Linked DNA regions of Zea mays: region 2 is linked to region 1. The links are chromatin contacts, called in public Hi-C maps. All regions are on one chromosome and are shown on one strand. Each heading gives the region's core, a stretch centred on a gene start, on an enhancer-like site or on the middle of the called end of the contact. The rest is flanking DNA. Distances are from core to core; before and after follow the strand shown.

The links. Hi-C and Micro-C count contacts between places; a contact is called where the count stands out from the background.
Region 2: a Hi-C map of bundle sheath shows a contact between it and region 1, with 2.1 times the contacts expected there. The contact joins the promoter of LOC103641868 here to the promoter of LOC103641863 in region 1. A contact is called at or near these places in 2 of 25 Hi-C or Micro-C datasets (bundle sheath and tassel).

What each region holds. Positions count from the first base shown.
Region 1 is chr10:134,670,523-134,674,064 of Zm-B73-REFERENCE-NAM-5.0, reverse strand. LOC103641863 reads left to right here and starts at 2,104. Exons shown (of 3, transcript NM_001301448.2): 1 at 2,104-2,330; 2 at 2,425-2,496; 3 at 2,600-3,341. The coding sequence starts at 2,156. The coding sequence ends at 3,060.
Region 2 is chr10:134,954,158-134,957,893 of Zm-B73-REFERENCE-NAM-5.0, reverse strand. LOC103641868 (WD repeat-containing protein 44) reads right to left here and starts at 1,639. Exons shown (of 7, transcript XM_008665182.4): 1 at 1-1,639. The coding sequence starts at 1,001.

The DNA of each region.
Region 1 (3,542 bases), core at 855-3,354:
CAATAGCGCAACGGCAGGCATTGACAGCGAAGCAGCTGCAGCAGCCATGTTTAATTGGCTTGTGGGCATAAAGAAACGTGATGATGCCGCGCTTTGCATGTAGGCCTTTTGTTGCCGGTTCGTTTTCATCCTACATTGGAATTGGCTGGTGCGTGCGTGCCTTTGGAATCTGAACTGAAATACTTTAGTTGAATCGTATCATTTGGTATAGGCGTACGTTTTTAAGGTCCTTCATCACCAGAACAAAATTTTCTTCTTCGCCATGTTCGAAGCGAATAACTAGAGTAACACTGCGTCATTGGTTCCAGGAATCAAGGTACGTACACTTTGTAGCGGGGCATGGCCGTGCCCATTTCTTAGTCGTGCATGCGCCGAAAAACCGAAGCAGTTTGAGTTACATGAGATGTCAGGTTACTGCTAGCTACATCTGATTACGGGTCATCCAATCCGACCGAAAAACCCGGCCCGACCTGACCCGATCAATGCAACAGACGGGTATAAAAAATAATTTTTGACCCATAATAATTCACGGGTCGGGTACGAGCCGTGATTTTTGATCTAAACTCTGACCCAACTCGAAAAAACTCCACCCAAAACCAAAAAAATCCGACCTAACCCGACACGTCAAACCCAAACAGGGAGCCAAACAGGGAGCCACGGACCAAATTGACCCGACACTAGGCACAGGTCGGTTACAGACCGTGATAAATGACCCACGACATTTAAATAGGTCTAATAACTACTTGTGATACGGAGGATTGAACAGGAACATCACCTTTTAAAAAAAAAATCAGAACCGTGGACGTGGCACTGGTGGTGGCATTCCTCGCTTACTTGGAAGGACGGTATGGTCGGCCACGGCCAGAAACCACCCGGCGAGCCGGCAACATCTCCGTCTCCGCATCGACACGTATGGCACGGCGGGGATACGCCGATGGCGACGCTGAGAAACGAGAGGAGAGGAGGCCCATCCCCAGATCCGCTTCCGATACTCCTCCGTCCGACAACGCACTGTGCGCAGAACCACCGGGGGGGTGGGGGGGACACGCGCGTGGCGCGCCATGCCATTGCCATGCCCCCGCGGCGTCGGCGTTCAGCCCAGGAACGGCAAAGCTGCCGGCCTCCCGTCGCGTCGGCCCTTCCGGTTGCCGGGTTCATTGCGGTGCGGTGTACAAGGACGGCCCGGCAGGCAGCAGCCATGCGCGTGCCAACAGAACAGTGCCCGGACGGTTACGTGGTTACGTCGGTAGGCGGTCGGTCCGACTCGGCGCCGCGTCGGAGGTGACCGGGACGTCTGGACTCAGCGGGAGCACGCGCGCGTGGTGACTTCGACGGGGAGGAAAAGCTGTTGTCTTGCCGGATGCCGGGATCCTATTTCTCTCCAAAAGCTGGCCGTTTTACACGTTGGGCCGCTGGTCCCTAGTCACTACCCCCCGTCCACATCGCAGGCAGGCCACCACCTCCGTCCTCCTTCCTGCTTGTCTGCCGATCGCTTGCGGACGCGCCGGTCTTGGGAACAGCGTTCGCGGCGTGGCCTCCTCCATGCATGTGAGCATCCCCTGTCTACGTTTAGACACTCTCGACAGGCAGATGCAGCGCATGTTTAGCTTAACCCCTGATATCGTCCCGGTGCAATGCCTGAAGCTCTGCTCTAAACAAAACAGCAGCAGCGGTCCCGGGAGCCAAAAGCTCGGGCCCGGTGCGACTAGCGAGAATGTGCAGGCACATGGGGCGCTTCTCGGAAAGCGGCAGGCGCGGCGCGGGCGCCGGATCCCATAGAGAATTCCAGAATCATTTGCACCTGGCCATGGCCTCCACATGGACAGGACGCACAAGAATCGGGCGAGCAGTTTTCTGGTAGCTGCGATGCGACCAACCAGTTGGCCACGGGACCGGGTGTCTACGCTACGCCTGCTTTAAGCCGAACATGGACTGCGCCTTGCCTTTCTGAGCCGCTGGTGACTCGGCCGGCCCCGCCTGCTGACTCCGCAAATCCACTGCCTTTGCCAAAGCCGCTCCGCCCCAAAGGGTGTTCCAGTTCCACTTCCACCACCGCGGCCGCCGCGCCCTATAAATGGCCGCCATCGGCAGCTGCACTCCGGTACCAATCCCCGATTCCTTACACGCTAAGCCACGCAACGCAACGCAACTAGCCATGACGATGAAGTCCAGCAGCGGCGGCGGCCATGTCATCGGGGTCCCGGTCACCTCCAAGGCGCACGGGATAGAGGAGGTGTCCAGGGATCCGTCCTTCGGCAAGGGCGCCGGCGATCACCTCGCCGTCTCGTTGACGCACCCCAGCCCTTACGCGTCTTTCGGCTACAAGCACAGTGAGTCTCTCGTGCCATGCATGTGCATCATATATGAGATTAATAACTTCCGAGTTCACAGCATGCTTACTGACGTGCTTCTGTTCTGATGCAGCAGGCAGCAAAGGCCAGGTGACCCACTGGGTGAGCAAGCTGAGCAGAAGGGCGCAGGGCTTCAGAGAGCATGGTGAGTCGTCGTTAGTTAGCACTCCGTCCGTGATTACTTCTTCCTTCGTTCATTATCCAAAGGACCGCTAGCTGACGATGAGCACGCACGGTACGGTGTGCAGTGACCTTGGGGCCGAAGCTGTCGGAGACGGTGAAGGGGAAGCTGAGCCTGGGCGCGCGGATCCTGCAGGCCGGCGGGGTGGAGCGCGTGTTCCGCCAGGCCTTCTCCGCCGCCGACAAGGGCGAGCGGCTGCTCAAGGCGCTGCAGTGCTACATCTACACCACGGGCGGGCCCATCGCCGGCATGCTCTTCGTCTCCACCAGGAAGGTCGCCTTCCGCAGCGACCGCCCCATCACCGTCACCTCCCCCGGCGGCGGCGGCGACACGGCGCGGGTCACCTACAAGGTGGCCATCCCGCTGCGGAGGATCCGCAGGGTGCGGCCCAGCGAGAACGTCCACAGGCCCGAGGAGAAGTACATCCACGTCTCCACCGTCGACGGCTTCGAGTTCTGGTTCATGGGCTTCGTCAGCTACCAGAGGTCGTGCAAGTACATGCAGCAGGCCGTCTCGGAGATGCGATGACCGGTGTCTGTATCGCTGCCCCCTGTCGGAACGATGTGAAGTGACTAGGATGTTATGGGTCTCGCTTCGCCATCTTTTGTCGCCAAGCAGCCGTAGCTAAAAAGATTGCCCTGTCTTTAATTTTGGATCGGTGCAATTGTGTTCCTTCCGCGTACGAATTTGGACCAGCATCTCTGTTGTTCCCAAAGTGGTTGCTCTCGATCTACTAGTACACATGGACCGAAAAAATTAACCATTTGTGCATCTTTGTTGAATGCAACAGTTCTATGTGTTTCTGATTAGTTTATTTCTCTCTACCAGTAGTAGGTAAGCGTCAAAACATAAATAATGCAAAATACAATTTGACTTGTGCTGTGTTATTTTTAATATCTTTTACAAATTAAAATCAAGTGACCAATACCCCTCCTGTCAGGGACGGACCTACATACAAGCAAGTGTATTCAATTAAATACTCGTTATTTTTGGCAAAAATATTATGTATA
Region 2 (3,736 bases), core at 390-2,889, 280 kb before region 1:
CGGCCATCTGGACTAAACCTGATGCTCCAGATGGAGCCATCGTGAGCCTGGATCTCCTGGTTCATGAACAGGCCACTGAGCTCCTTGTACGACTTCCCATACTGCCTCACCTTAACGCGCACCGGGCCGTGGCGCACGGCTCCAGCGCTGTCCTGGCTGTCGTCTGTGGCCGAGCTGGACCGGCGGCCGCCTTTCTCCGAGCACGTGTCCTTGTCGTCGCTGCTGCGGCGGTCGCGGGAGCTGGCCACCACGGAGCCGGCGACGTTCCGGATGCCCCGAAGCCAGCTGCTATGCCGCCGCCGCCGCCGGTGGCGCGTCGCTCCGTTGCTGGAGTCGGAGTTGGAGCGCTGGACGGGGGTGGACGAGCCGGAGCTCGCAACGTTCTCGCGCCGCCGCATGAGCTCCTGGACGATAGGCGAGCGGCCGACGCAGAGGTCAACGAACTCCTCCATGGTGAGCTGCCGGCCCGTGCCGACCTCGCGGAGCTCGGACCCTTCCTTGACCACGAACTCGCTGCCGTCGTCGAGGTTCCGGATCAGACACCTCGGGTCGGCCTCCTCCTCCTCCTCCTCCTCCCCTTCGGGCGTGGCCTCGGAGGAGCCCGGCGACCGCCCTCCCAGCGGCGGCTTGGTCGCCGAGGCCGGCACGGCGCCGCCGTCTGATCTGGATCGGGAGATGGGCGGCGAGGCCGGCGCCGGGCGGACGGGCACAGGCCCGTCGTCGTAGGAGACCGATCGGCCCATCTCGAGGCGCGCCAGGGCGGGGTCCCCGGCGAGCCCCAGCATCTGGAGCAGCTTCCGGCGCCGCTCCTGCACGGGCGCCGGCTCGGACGTCCACACGTCGAGCGCCGCTGCGGCGGCGGTAGAGGCGGCCCCGTCCCGCCGCCGCCGTCGCGGGTGGTCGCTGTCGTCGTCGTCGTCGTCCGAGGCGGAGGAGCAGGAGGAGGAGAGCACGCCGTCCCGCGACTCGTAGAACACCTCCTCCCCGCCGCCGGCGCTCATCTCCGCGCCCTCATTGACCGGCCTGGGAGTTGGAGTCGACAGTCGACACAGCGCCGCCCCGCGGATAGAAATCGTCCCGTCGGCACGCCTCGACGAGGAGGGAAGCAAAGCGCCCGCGGCTACGCGCAGGTGGCGTCAGTCAGTCAGATATCCACCACCACGGGCACGAGGCCCGCGGCCGGTTCGTCGTCTCGTCGGACGGGCCAGGGTTCCTGCCCCGTGCCGCGCGCCTGGCTCTGGCCTCTGGCTGCCTGTGCCTTTCCTCGAAAAGTGGTGGTTGGCGCTGGTGCCGTCGTCGTTGTTATTGGGGCGGTGGTGGTGATGCGAGGCAGCCCATCCTCTCCCCCGCTGCGTGCATCGTCGTTGTTGGCGGGGGTTTACCAAGCGCGGCTACTGTTTACTGTCCGGCAGGCAGGCGGTAGGTACAAATCGTCTTCCGGCGTCCGGCCTCTCCGGCGAGGGATGGTACGTTAAAAACCTGGCGGGCATGGGACCCAGCCGTCGGCCGGAGCGGTCGGGCGCGACAACTTGGGAAAGGGTAACCGCTCCGCTCCTGCCGTTTCGGGGAAGTGGATTAGTGCAAGGAGAAGGGCAGGGACAGGCCAGGAATGCGGTCAATTTGGGTTGGGGGGCGTGTTTTGGGAGTTTGATGTCCCAGTTATGTACTGTACGAGACGCGAGAAGAGGCCGTCTGTGGTGGTGCGCTTGGGTTCTTTTTACTTTTCGCCGCTCCGGTCCGGCGCAGGTATTGACGTCGTCACCTGTAGTGTACCCGAATCCTGGTAAAACTTTGCGTCCACCAGTGTCCTTTGTTTTGTCTTGTTCGTTGATGATATGATTTGCAGAAGGTGGAAAAGGAAGTGGCTTTTGAATTTCCGTTCAGCAAATGTTGCGGGGGGTGGGGACGGGGGCCAGGCAGAGGGATCCATCGATGTCAACGAAGCCTCCCTGTTGCGAGAGATGGTGTTGGCACCTGTGAAAACTTTTAAGATCGCGTAAACAAATTAAGGAAAGCACACACACGCAGGCGGCACGTGCCATGGCTAGCAGACTGGCATACCCCGTGCCGCGTGTCAGGACCACGGCGCAACAGTTGCTCCAAGATCTACCCAAGCCTCCCCGCGCGGCCGGCCGGCGAACAAGCACAAGTCGCAGGCCACGACAAAGCCCAAGTCGCACCACGCCCCGCGCGCGAGACGACGTACCGCTGCGCCGCAGTCCCGGTCCCGCCCGGGTCAGCAGGAGCGCCGCGGCACGGACGCATCTGGTCATCTGGTGTGTCCCTTTGGTCGACCGATCGGGGACGAGCGGAGCAGGCCGCCGGCGGGGGCGCAAGCGCGACGGCGACCCCCGCAAGGCAGAGGCGCAATCGCAAGACCAGCGCCCCCAGCTGCGCTCGCGTCCAAAAGAGTTCCGCGAACCGCAGTGGCCGCAGGCGGGCGGACCACCGACCTCGGGCGGGCGGGCGGGTCCCCGCGGCAATTACCCGCGCTGTCGGAGCAGCTAGGGGCAGCTGGATGTCCACGCTACTCCAGCAGTAGGCAGTATAGCCTAGCCGCCCCTCTATAGCTCTAGCTAGCCAGGATTACTGGATTATTCCGGGACATATACACGCACCGTACCGTACTGGCGCACACGTATACAGTAAGGGGCCCGTTCTCCGGGCGATCTCCGTACCGTACGTACGCCCAGGCCCAGCCAAACAAACAAGTGAACGACAGTGCCCATGTCTCCTACCGTCCTAGTACGCACCTGGTTATGTTACGTGTGGCCAACATGATTTGCGCGGACAGGTTAAGGGGCCCTAGCTGGATTAAGCAGGCTTTTGGGTGGCGGTGGCACGCAGCATTGGCCAGCTCGGCAGAAAACGACGTGGTGAAAACAAGGTTTTAAGGATGGTGTTCCACTGTTCGTAGTGTTGATTGGGATGAATTGCCTGCCTCAAAGGGTCACGGCACGGCGTCTTGTATTTATAGCAGCAGATGGTTACATATTTGGCAGCAGATTACAAGCGTGATTGACGCAACAATCGGAGGCGCAGCTCCCTAATATGAGGAGATTAGTTTACTAGAATAGATAAGGAATTATATCTTTAACACCCCCCCTCAATCTGGACGTGTGAAAACTAAGTTCAGATTGTTTCTAAACTGCATGAATGCAGGACCTGCTAATGGTTTAGTAAAGGCATCCACAAGCTGGTCTTTGGTGGAAATTGGCCGAATATCCAGTTGTTGAGTAGCAACCCTTTCGCGAACAAAGTGATAATCAACTTCAATGTGTTTAGAGCGCCGATGAAAAATAGGATTGGCCGACAAATATGTTGCACCAAGATTGTCACACCAGAGTGTAGGTGGCCGCACCTGTGATATGCCAAGTTCACGTAGCAAGACTTGTATCCAGATAACCTCTGCCGTAGCATCAGCAATCGCCTTGTACTCAGATTCAGTACTAGAGCGAGAAACAGTCGCTTGTTTCCGAGAACTCCAAGACACAAGATTTCCACCAAAAAATATAGCATAACCACCAGTACTGCGTCGGTCATCAGGATTGCCAGCCCAGTCGGCATCCGAAAATGCACTAAGAAGAGAGGATCCCATCCGTGTGAAACATAGGCCCAGATCAACAGTATCATGCAAGTACCGAAGTATACGCTTCACAGCTGCCCAGTGTAAAGTAGTTGGCGATGCCATGTATTGACAGACCCGATTAACACAAAAGGATAGATCAGGACGTGT